Linked DNA regions of Mus musculus: region 1 is linked to region 2. A link is a contact called in public promoter capture Hi-C data. All regions are on one chromosome and are shown on one strand. Each heading gives the region's core, a stretch centred on a gene start, on an enhancer-like site or on the middle of the called end of the contact. The rest is flanking DNA. Distances are from core to core; before and after follow the strand shown.

The links. Capture Hi-C pulls out chosen DNA fragments and counts their contacts.
Region 1: a promoter capture Hi-C map of adipose tissue shows a contact between it and region 2, with 2.4 times the contacts expected there. The contact joins the promoter of Bik here to the promoter of Naga in region 2. A contact is called at or near these places in 7 of 39 promoter capture datasets (the 3T3-L1 cell line, 3T3-L1-derived adipocytes, cranial neural crest and 4 more), 2 of 484 Hi-C or Micro-C datasets (cardiomyocytes and olfactory sensory neurons), 6 of 115 datasets of contacts at active chromatin or transcription factors (embryonic forebrain, embryonic midbrain, embryonic stem cells and 3 more) and 2 of 9 other capture datasets (adipose tissue and embryonic stem cells).

What each region holds. Positions count from the first base shown.
Region 1 is chr15:83,525,158-83,530,289 of GRCm38.p6, forward strand. Bik (BCL2-interacting killer) reads left to right here and starts at 1,705. Exons shown (of 5, transcript NM_007546.2): 1 at 1,705-1,779.
Region 2 is chr15:82,335,846-82,340,658 of GRCm38.p6, forward strand. It overlaps Naga (N-acetyl galactosaminidase, alpha), which reads right to left and starts at 2,981. Exons shown (of 10, transcript NM_008669.4): 1 at 2,907-2,981; 2 at 2,393-2,469; 3 at 1,542-1,677; 4 at 925-1,096; 5 at 1-175. The coding sequence starts at 2,408. It also overlaps a transcript of Pheta2 not described here.

The sequences.
Region 1 (5,132 bases), core at 455-2,954, 1.2 Mb after region 2:
CAATTATGGAGCACTAACAGGAAGGCGCACTCTTATTTAAGTGATTTTGCCCCATTTCCCTTCATTTGTCTCTCTTTCTTTTAATTTATTTTAGACAGGGTCTCTTGTACCCCAGGCTCTCCTGGAACTCACTGGAAAACTGTGTATGTAGCCTTGAACGCCTTGGCCTCCCGGCTTCAACTTCCCAAACCTGAGATGACAGGGGTATCAACACACCCAGTTTTTCTTTGTAATTTGAGACATGGATTCTCAGCCTGGTGGTAGTAGTGGTTGGTGCATGCTTTTAAACCCAGCACTAGGGAGGCTGGGGCTGGCACATCTCTGTGAGTTCCAGAAAAGCCAGGGCTACACAGAGAAGCCCTGTCTTGAAAAAGCAAACGAACAAATAAACAAACCCCTCCAAATAATGAATTCTTGCTATATTGCCCGGAACCTACCCAACTTCCTAGTCTCCCCAGCGGCAGGCCGTTCAGGGATTGAGTCACTGTGCTAGCCTCCCATTTGATCAGCCTGTTGCCTTGGGGATCTTGCAGGCTAAATATTTTCACTCACCCCCTCCCCTGGGCCCCTAAGTCCCCATCTGACCTCAAACTGGCCTCCTTCCTCCACCTTGTCTACTGTTTACAGAACGCATCTGCTGACCGGTCAGGTCTTTCTGGACTGTGAGACCCCTTGTCACTGCCTCTCTTCTCTCAGTCTCAATTTTCTGCAAATTCATCTGCAAAATGTATTGGCAGAGAGGCTTCAAGGTCCCCTGCCCCCAACTCCAGGTTGTGACAATCCCTGATGGCTAATGGCCAAAGATCAGGGTTCAATTTGCTTCTGGGCTTGGAGGTGACAGAAGGACCACAGAACTGGAAAGATCTGAGTGGCAGGATTGGAAGGCCTCTAAGATTAAATTCTGCCGAGGACCTTCTAACATGTGGGGGGAGGGGCTGCCTTCCCGTGTCAGGAGAAGATTTAAGGAACCCCAAATATCACCACCCCTCTCCTGACAGGAGAGGGAAGAGTCCAGCTGACTACTTGACAAAGCACGCAGTAGGAGGCACCTGCCCCAGATTCTGACCTCTGCTATCCCGAGAGGAGCTGACTTGGGATAAACAAGTTTTGTTGTTGTATAGATAGTGGTTACTTTGTAATTCGGCCAGTGCTCCATCTTTACTCACCTCGGAGCCCCTGCTCCAGGGCACTGGAGACTGAACTCCTCCCACTTCACCTGTAATTCTAGATTTCACCTCCTACCGATCCTCTCCTTCACCCTAAGTCTTCGCCAAAAGGAGGGCTGGGAGAGCTCCCTATACACCGGGAGAGAAGAGAGAGGGGAAAGGGGGAGATTTGGAGGTGCAGTGCGGAACTTGTAGCAGGCGGGAGCAAAGGGAAGCCACAGAAGCACCAAGCCTTTAGGAGTACTATGAGGACCAAGTAGACAGCCCTTGCTAAGGTTTGGCCGCGGCGATGGCAGAGGCGGCGTCTGCGGAAAGCACACTCGCAGACGCACTGGCGGGGACACAGTAGCAGGTCTACAGGCGACAGAGGAATGTCTGCAAGCTAACGACTTTAAAACAGGGGTTCTGTAGCTACTTATTGGGACCGGGGATTTGGAGCCCCGGAGGGAGGAGTTAAAGGGGCGGGACGGGGAGGGCGCGGCCACCTATCAGGGTCCAGCCCGCCGCTCACAATAACCCGCCTCCAGCCAGCGCCCCCGACTCCGCCACCGGCGTCCCAGCCGAGAGGGTGTTCGGGCAGTTCGCCCGCCGCTACGCCAGCTCAGCTTGGCAGGTAAGCGTCTTGCAGCCCTAGCCCAAGTTGCTGGAAAGTTGGGGACCCGTGCCCAAATCCCTCGGTGGCCCCGGCTCTGAAACGTCCCCTCTGCGTCTGACACCCCAGAAGGTGCTAGTCTGGTCCGCGTGTCTCGCTGTGCGTCCATGCACTGGGGTGGCCCTTGTGTCCTGGTTCTAGGGCGCGCTGAGCAAGTGGCCTTCGTTGTCGCTGTGCCCTGGTTGTCGAAAACTTAGGGGGAGCAGCTTGAGACCAGGGCGCGGCACTGCCACAGTAGGGCGGCCAGGCTGAGCCCGGGCCGCAGGCGGAAGATGGCGTCGGCACCTGTCTCCGCGAGGACCGGAGAGTTCGCATCTGTCCCTCCCTCGGGGATCCTGGGATTCGCACCGTCCCTGCCGCGACCTGGTAATTCACACCTGTTCCCGACAGAATCCAGCTTCGCATCTGTCCTCTCTGGGACCCGGGGATATAGGTCTTCGAGGGGCAGCAGAAGGGCCTTCTTAGGCGACCTGGGTAGTTCAGACCATCATTTCCCCGAAGCTCCTAGCCACCTGCCTGCGCCCAGGCGCAGGGACTGGGAGTGCATCCGAGGGGCCGGCAAGGTCGCCGGTGTACCAGCCACAACCAGCACTGGGGGTTCAATACTTGTGTCACTTTTCCACCTTGTGGCCTTCAGGATGCGGATGCAGGTTGTTTTATAAACTTAATTGCTGTTCTGAAGTGTACTGAACCACCCCTACAAAGTGTTGTTTATTGTTGTTGGCGTTGATGCAGGTGATAACACTGTTACAGGGGTTTGGAGCCAGCTGCAGCTCTCAAGAAGGCTGGTCTCCTACCTACTTTGGGGGATGGGGGAGTTGTCAGTGAACCTTAATTTTAACCTCAGGGAAGCAGGCCTCATTTCAGATAGGCTTATGTCCCAACAGCTACATAGAGCTGGCTCCTTCAAAGCCTGGAGGGCTTTCTTAGAGGCCACACCAACCTCTCTACCTGTGACCTACTTTCTGTTCTGACTGTGTAGCTTTCTACAGGCTCCTCCACCATTCTGGACCTCAGTTTGTTGAGTTTGTAAACTGCGTTGTGGTTTAGCCTGGTGGGGAGGGACCTTTCCCAAGAAGTGGCTGAGTAGCTCGGCAATGCTACCTTGATTTCCACTAGGTTGGGGCATGTTTACTGTTGCTCCTTTACAAGTATACACCTAAGGGTCACCTGGGGTCCTTGGCTGCTTTTGGATCTAGTGTCCTGCCTAGGGCAGGTGGCACTCGTGACCTCCCAGCCTTGCCCCTCCCCACATCTCTCACTCCACCCTGCCAATTTTCTCCCCTCTATACTCCAGGATTTGAGACTTTCTTTGTTTTGTTTTGAGGCAAAGTTTCATGTAGCCTAGGCTGGCCCCCAGCTCACTATGTAGCTGAGGATGGTCTTGAAACTCCTGATTCTCTTACCTTCACCACCTGAGTTCTAGGATTCCAGGTATAGTTACTGTATCCAGGTTATTTGTAGCTGGGGATGGAACTCACAGCTCTGTGTATACTACCATTGTTTTCTTAAGTAAGGCCTCACTATGTAGCAGAGGCTAGCCTCGCATTCTCAATCCTTCGGTTTGCTTCCCTAGTGCTGACTTTTAGTCTGCTTTCTGTTGCTAATAAGATACAGTGCATTGGGTTGGGTTATAAAGAAGTAAAATTTATTCTGGCTTGTGATTCATGTGGGGTTGAGGGCCATCTTGGGTGACTCCCTTTTGTTGGCAGAAGACATACATTGTACATTTTACCCACCTCTCAAAGGTCCGGCCTCTAAACCCCACAGTGAGGTTGAGTTTCCCCTTTAAATACCTCACAAGGGGATTAAATGTCAACACCCCAATCTTTGGAGACCCCCAGGTCATATCTAACTACAGCGCCTCCCCTTCAAAGTCACAGAGCTGCTGTTTCTCAGTTGTTCCTCCAGAGTTAGGTTTTAAAGGTTGTCTGTGCTTTGCTCTTTTTCTATTTCGGAGACAGGGTCTCACACTTTATAGCCCAGGCTGTCTTTGAACTCTCAATTCTCCTGCCTCTGAGATCCTGGGGTTATGGGTCTTTATTGCTTATTTTTTAACTTTCTTAACTCAAAATGTGCACCTTTGCCAGAGGATGCTGGCTCTCATCCCGAGCTGGAAAACGCAGTGTGTCATTTTTCAACTTGGTGACAGGCTCATTTAACTTATCTTCTAAGCTGAACCCTAGTTAGCATTTTAAAGTTAGCTAGATCTGTTTTGTTTCCAGATCTGGGGATGGGACCCTGGGCTTTGTGTATTTTAAGCAACAGGGGGCCAAGAAGCAAGCAGGCCGCCTGGCTTACTTGGGGCATGGGATGCTGAAGGCTCAGTAAAGGGTCTAGGTAAGAGCCCAACACCACCAGAAGGAAGGAAGAGGATGGGGTCCACCTCCCAGAGGAGCCCAGACAACTCTAGTACTTCCTCCTCAGGCTCAAACATTCCAGAGCATATGAAGAACGTAGAAGCTGAAAGGGGAGGAGGTAGCTTGCTACTCTGGCCTTCTGTGATGGAGCTACTCTCCTGTCACAGTTGATCCTTTTTTGTAGCACTGGGAGGTTTATAAGGGGTCATCGGAGTGATACATCCCTGGCCTTTCATCTTCTGATGTCTTTGCTCAGTTGACATTTCTCTGACAACCCCTCCATGTCCACCCTTCCTGACATCTCACCCATTATTTGTTCTGTCCTATGCCCTTGGCTGTCTGAAATAATCTCATGTATTCGTAGCCTGCATGTTCTGTGAGACAAGGAACATCAAATTTTAGGTTCCTGGTGCCCATCATAGCCTGAACTCTCTCTGGATGGAGGGCTTACCTGCATGCTGGTCACTGTAAGGTGGTTGATATACAGTAATGAAATCACTGCTGGATTCGCTGAGAGCAAAGAAACCAGAGCTTGTGGACTGGAGATGTAGCTCAGTTGGTAGAGCGGCGGGATAACACACACAGATTCCTGGGTTCAGCTCCCAGGACCGCATATGCCAGGGGTGGAGGCCAACACTCGGAAGGAAGCAAAAGTTCAAGGTCATTCATTCTTGGCTGCATATTGAGTTGGAGGCCAATGTAGAAAACAGGAGACCCTGCCTTGAAAGAAAAGTCACAGGGTACATACAGTTTGCCATCTTGTCTTATTATGTTCCTTTCCCACCTCTCTTAGTAGAAGGGCAGGGGTATTTGGAAGGCCATATTGACTAGTGAGTCTTCAAGCTGTCCTGCCACACTGCCACAGACAGAATCCCCCCCACCCCCCGGAAAGCATCCTGTTTTCAGTGAGTTGGTTACATTTGTGGACAATTAATGACCCTTGCTTCCTCTGCG
Region 2 (4,813 bases), core at 1,731-4,230:
CTGCACGTTCTCTGGAGCTGGAGAAACAGCCATCCAACTTCAGCATGTCCACCTTCCACTCCGCGAAGGTTTCCGCGTCCAGCTCCACTTTGTCTAGGGTGGTACCAGGGTAACCCATGCAGGTCATTTTGCCCATGTCCTCATAGATGCCCAGCTTCAGACCCAAAGAGTGAGCCTGCGGGGGTTGAAGAGACACGGCTCAAGTGAGACCCTCTTCTCAGGCACCTCTGCTAGAGCCCATTAAACTCTTAAATGGCTTCCAGGACTGGGGATGTAAATTAACTGGCAGAGTGCTTGCCTAACACATGTGAAAAGTCCTGGGCTCTCTTCCCCACACACTGCATAAACTGTGCATGGTGACATGTAGACGTGTTTGTTTGCTTGAGACAGGGCCTCTCTATGTAACCCTGGCTATCCTGGAACTCTCTATGTAGACCAGGCTGGCCTCGAACTCACATAGATCTGCCTGCCTCTGGAGCACAGGATTAAACACATGCATCACCATACCCAGCTAGCACCAGAAGTTTAAGGTTATCCTCAGCTACAGAGTGTTGGAGGTCATCCTGGGCTACACAAGACCCTGTCTCAATAAAGAAGAAGAAACTCTCAGTGGCTCCCACTGACCAAAAGAACCAGTGGCTGGTTTCTGCCAGCTGTGGCCACTTTTTCTCCAGCTGTCTCTTGCCTGGAAGCTTTTGCTACTGCTTCAGAGGTCCCACCTCTGGGATGGATTCAACCAGATGCCTCCTCCAGGGGACTGTTCTTTTTGCTAAGGCCCCTTTCTGGCTCTCGCCTCATTAGGCCAATAATATGTGTGTGTTCCTTTTTCAGTTTCTGCCACTATGCCGCATTCTCCATGGAGACTGTGATAATGAGTCCCAGGCCCTCACACTAAGTAAGGGGCAGGGCTGGAGCTGGACTTACATAGTCAGCTAGGAAGGCAATCCCGTGAGGGAAGCGCTTGGGATCAGGAATTAGGCGGCCTGAGGCGTCACGCCCACCAATCCAGCAGTCATCGATGTTGAGGTATACATAGCCCAGGTCCCGCCATCCATCCTGGGCCAGTCTGTCCGCCATCTCCATAAAGAGCCGTTCACTAGCAAGGGACAGTGGGGCTGTGCTGCTCAGTTCCCCAGGATGTCCCTCATTCCCGCTCTTTCTCTCTGCTCTGAATTCTGGCTATAAAAAACCAAGCCTCTACTGTCAGCTGAGGTGGGGCCAGGATAACAAGTGTAAATGACCTTCCAGGGTTAGGGTAGGGCGAGAAAGAGGTGGTCTGGCATCCAGGCCAAAGGGCAGGACTAGGCCTAGGGAAGCCTGTGGGGCCTGTCTGGCATTTTATCTTCTTTCAGTTACCTCAGAGGCCAAGTACACCTACTGAGGCCCCAAGCAGGTCATGGGGCTAGGTGTCAGATACATTCATTCTGACTCTGCATTTTTCTATTTAAAAAAATTTTTTTAAAATTTTTGCTGATGAGTGTCTTTCACCCACTGACCCACTGACCCCATTTTGTTGCCCTGGGTAAGCAGATCTTACTCACCTGATGCAGTTCTTCGGGTCCTCCACACAGTCGATGTTACAGCGGAAGCGTTCCCAGGCCAGCCAGCCCATGGGTGGAGTCCGCAGTAGCCCATTCTCCAGCATCAGTACCTGAGCCACCAGGGCCAGTAAGAGCACTGAGGGGGAGGTGGATGGTGACTTGTAAATGGTTCCTACAGCACCCCACCCCCCAACCCCAGTCATCACCTCAACCCCTCCAGCCCTTCAGCCCTCCCCAGGTACAGGCCAGTAGGGTTAGAGTTGCCTCAGCCTGTGAGTGCAGTCTGGGGGGGGGGGTACATGGGGCAAAGTAATGTATTCAAAAAGCTGTTGCTACAGACTGGGAATCAATGGAACGGACCCCTGAAGTCATGTCCTTGATATACATGAGACCAGATGCCCTCTTCCCTCCCTCCCTACACAGAAATGACAGTTCATTGTGGACTCTGGGTTTCTGAGGCCTTGGAGTTTTTGCTCTCCACCTCAGAAAGCCTCAGAAGGGCCTAAAGGGGTTGGTCAGGGTGGACTTGTACCCAGCTGCTCACCTACACAAGCCCCTTCCTCTTGGCTTTCAGCTTCCTTATATATAAATTACCACACCCACATGACAGGGCTGCTACAGCCCGCCAGGATCGGGTAAGATAGGACCTATACACTGGAGCAGGGCTGAAAAAGGAAGTGGCCTCTTTGGAGGGGAAACGATTCTGAGGTGTGGGGCATCTCCTTGATTTTCCTGGCCCAGCTCCAAGGAGAGGCACACTTCTCCCCACATACCCCCATCAAGAAAGAGGAGGGCTGGGGCTTCCTCGCCACAGTCCTCCCCTGCAAAGCCACCTGAGTAGGTGAGGGTACCTGTCTTCTGCAACATTGCCTTGGAGTCAAATCTCAGGACCCACTCGAATCTGCTCTTAGCAGCTTTATATGCTGAACTGTGGAAGATAACAGATGTTATGTATCCCACCGGGCATAGTGGGACCCACCTTTAATCTCAGCACTCAGGAGGTAGAAGCAGGAGGATCTCTGAGTTCTGGGCCAGCCTGGTCCACATAGCCAGTTTCAGGCCAGCCAGGGCTACTAGGTAGAGAGACCCTATCTCCGAAAATAAAAGTTACGGATTCCACATTTGGTCCCAAGTCGCTTTCACTACCCTCACACACTCCTTCCCTACCCTTTACTTCCCGGAATCTAAGCTCTTCTTTTAGAACTACAAATAGTCTAGGACACTTTGCCCAAGAGCGGTTGTGACTGGTTCTAGGAATACCAGGAAGAAGGAAGGCTATAGGCCATGTCCGGTTCCAGGTCCCCGTGTGGGTTCAGATTCTCGGTTCTTAAACATCGCAGGCCCAGGGTCCCCCTTGATTCTTACCCTCGCGCTCGCTCAGTCCGCGGTAAGCCGTGAAAGCCCCCGTGGCGGCCGCTTGTACCTATAGCGACCCGGGAGGCGGAATGTCACGGGACAACCCTTCTTGAGCAACCAATCAGAATCCCCTAGCAACGCCGTGCCCTCCCTCTATGCCCCAGCTCCCAGCCTCCAAAAGCTCCGCCCATCTAAGCTCGCGTTCTGCGCGTTCCCGAGGCGCGCTCCCGTGGGAAGTCGGCTTGGGCGCCCTGTGCGCGCGCCGCTGTGCCTCGGGTCTGGTTGGAGTCCTCCGTCCTCCGCCCCAGAGGGCGGGGGTGGTGGCCCGCACTGCCCGTGCTCAGTAAGTAGCTGTGCAGTGAATTCCTACAGAGGGCGATACCTTGCTCTTTTTTTGTTTGTTTGTTTGTTTGTTTGTTTGTTTTATTTTGTTTTGTTTCTTCGAGACAGGGTTTCTCTGTGTCCTGGAACTCATTCTCTAGACGAGGTTGGCCTCGAACTCAGAAATCCACCTGAAACCTTGCTCTTAACCACTCGAAAACGGTAGTGAAAGAGGCTGGGTGGGGTTTCAGCTCTCGAAAGGTCAGGAGGCTGCCCCCTCCACCTGACACCCAAGGGGTTGTTCGCCCACCCACTCCCCAAATGTATTTATTCATTACTTATTCATATGTTAAACACAGGCTAGGTGCCAACCACTATTTCTGGATGCCTTTACACCGATGATGATCATAGCTGTCCCCTCTCCGAATCTGTGCCATTTTCCTCCTATCAGGTAATGGCAAACCGACTTCTCTGCCAATCTTTTCTCTCAGCCTTTACATGCAATTGTCCAAAAATTGATTCCTGCCTTTAAATTCCACCTCTCATCCCACCCAGTAACGCTGGCCTCATTACATATTGCCTGGATGATTCGGAGACAGCCCTCAAGGGCCTCCTTTGTCCACCTTACTTCTCCAAGGCAGCCAAGGCAAACCTGAAAACTCAGCTCTGTGGGCTGGTAAGATGGCTCAGTGGTTAAGAGCACTTAGTGCTCTGGCAGAGCACGAGGGTCCGTCTCCAGACTCACATGCCAGGGGATCTGATGCCCTCTTCTGAACTCTGAGGCCACCAGGCATTCACATGGTGCACATACAGGCAGATAATCGGGCACACACTTAACCTAAAAAAACGAACCCAACCCAGCCCTGGTCTTGTCTCTCTGAAGTCTGTGTGATGGCTACTCTCTTAGTTTGGGGAAATGGTGTTTCTAAACCCCACCCTCTACCTTTTGACCCTATTCCCTGCCGTCATCTTCCTCATTGCCCTCCTTGTGGCCCCTCAAACACAGCCTTTGAACCAGCTGTGCCTTCTGCTTAGAATGCACTTCTAGATATGGGCATAGCCGACACCCTCATTTCCCTTAATTATATGTCCAAGTGAGGTCTACTCTGCCCATTCTTCTATTTAAAAACGGCAAGCTCTCCCCTCCCTCCTCAGGAAACTCATGCTGTATTCTCCCCTTACCCACCCTCCCGCGACCTTCACCTTGTAACACATTTACTCTAGTGGATACTACTAGTTGAAGAAAAGTTAGTGAACATTGCAGCCACCAACCACCACACTCCCCCCTTAAAACATCCAGCAAAATGTAGGGTATGCTTGTTTACATTGTGAGGTCAGGGAGGAGACCTCAGAGCGGACAGCTGAGACCTAAATGTCAAGGAGCTCTAAGTGGGGGTAGGGTGAGAGGGGAGGGCCGGCTGGGCTTCAGGAACTGCAAAGCAAGGGTTGAGGTGGGAATCCACAAAGCCCGTGGGCAGGCAGGCAGGCATTTGAACACAGTTGCATTCAGGGCGACTACGGGAATCCTGGTCTCCTATCTTATTAGTGCTTTCCCCGCAGCCTTCCCTGCAAGCCTATGGACAGACTCCAGGTAG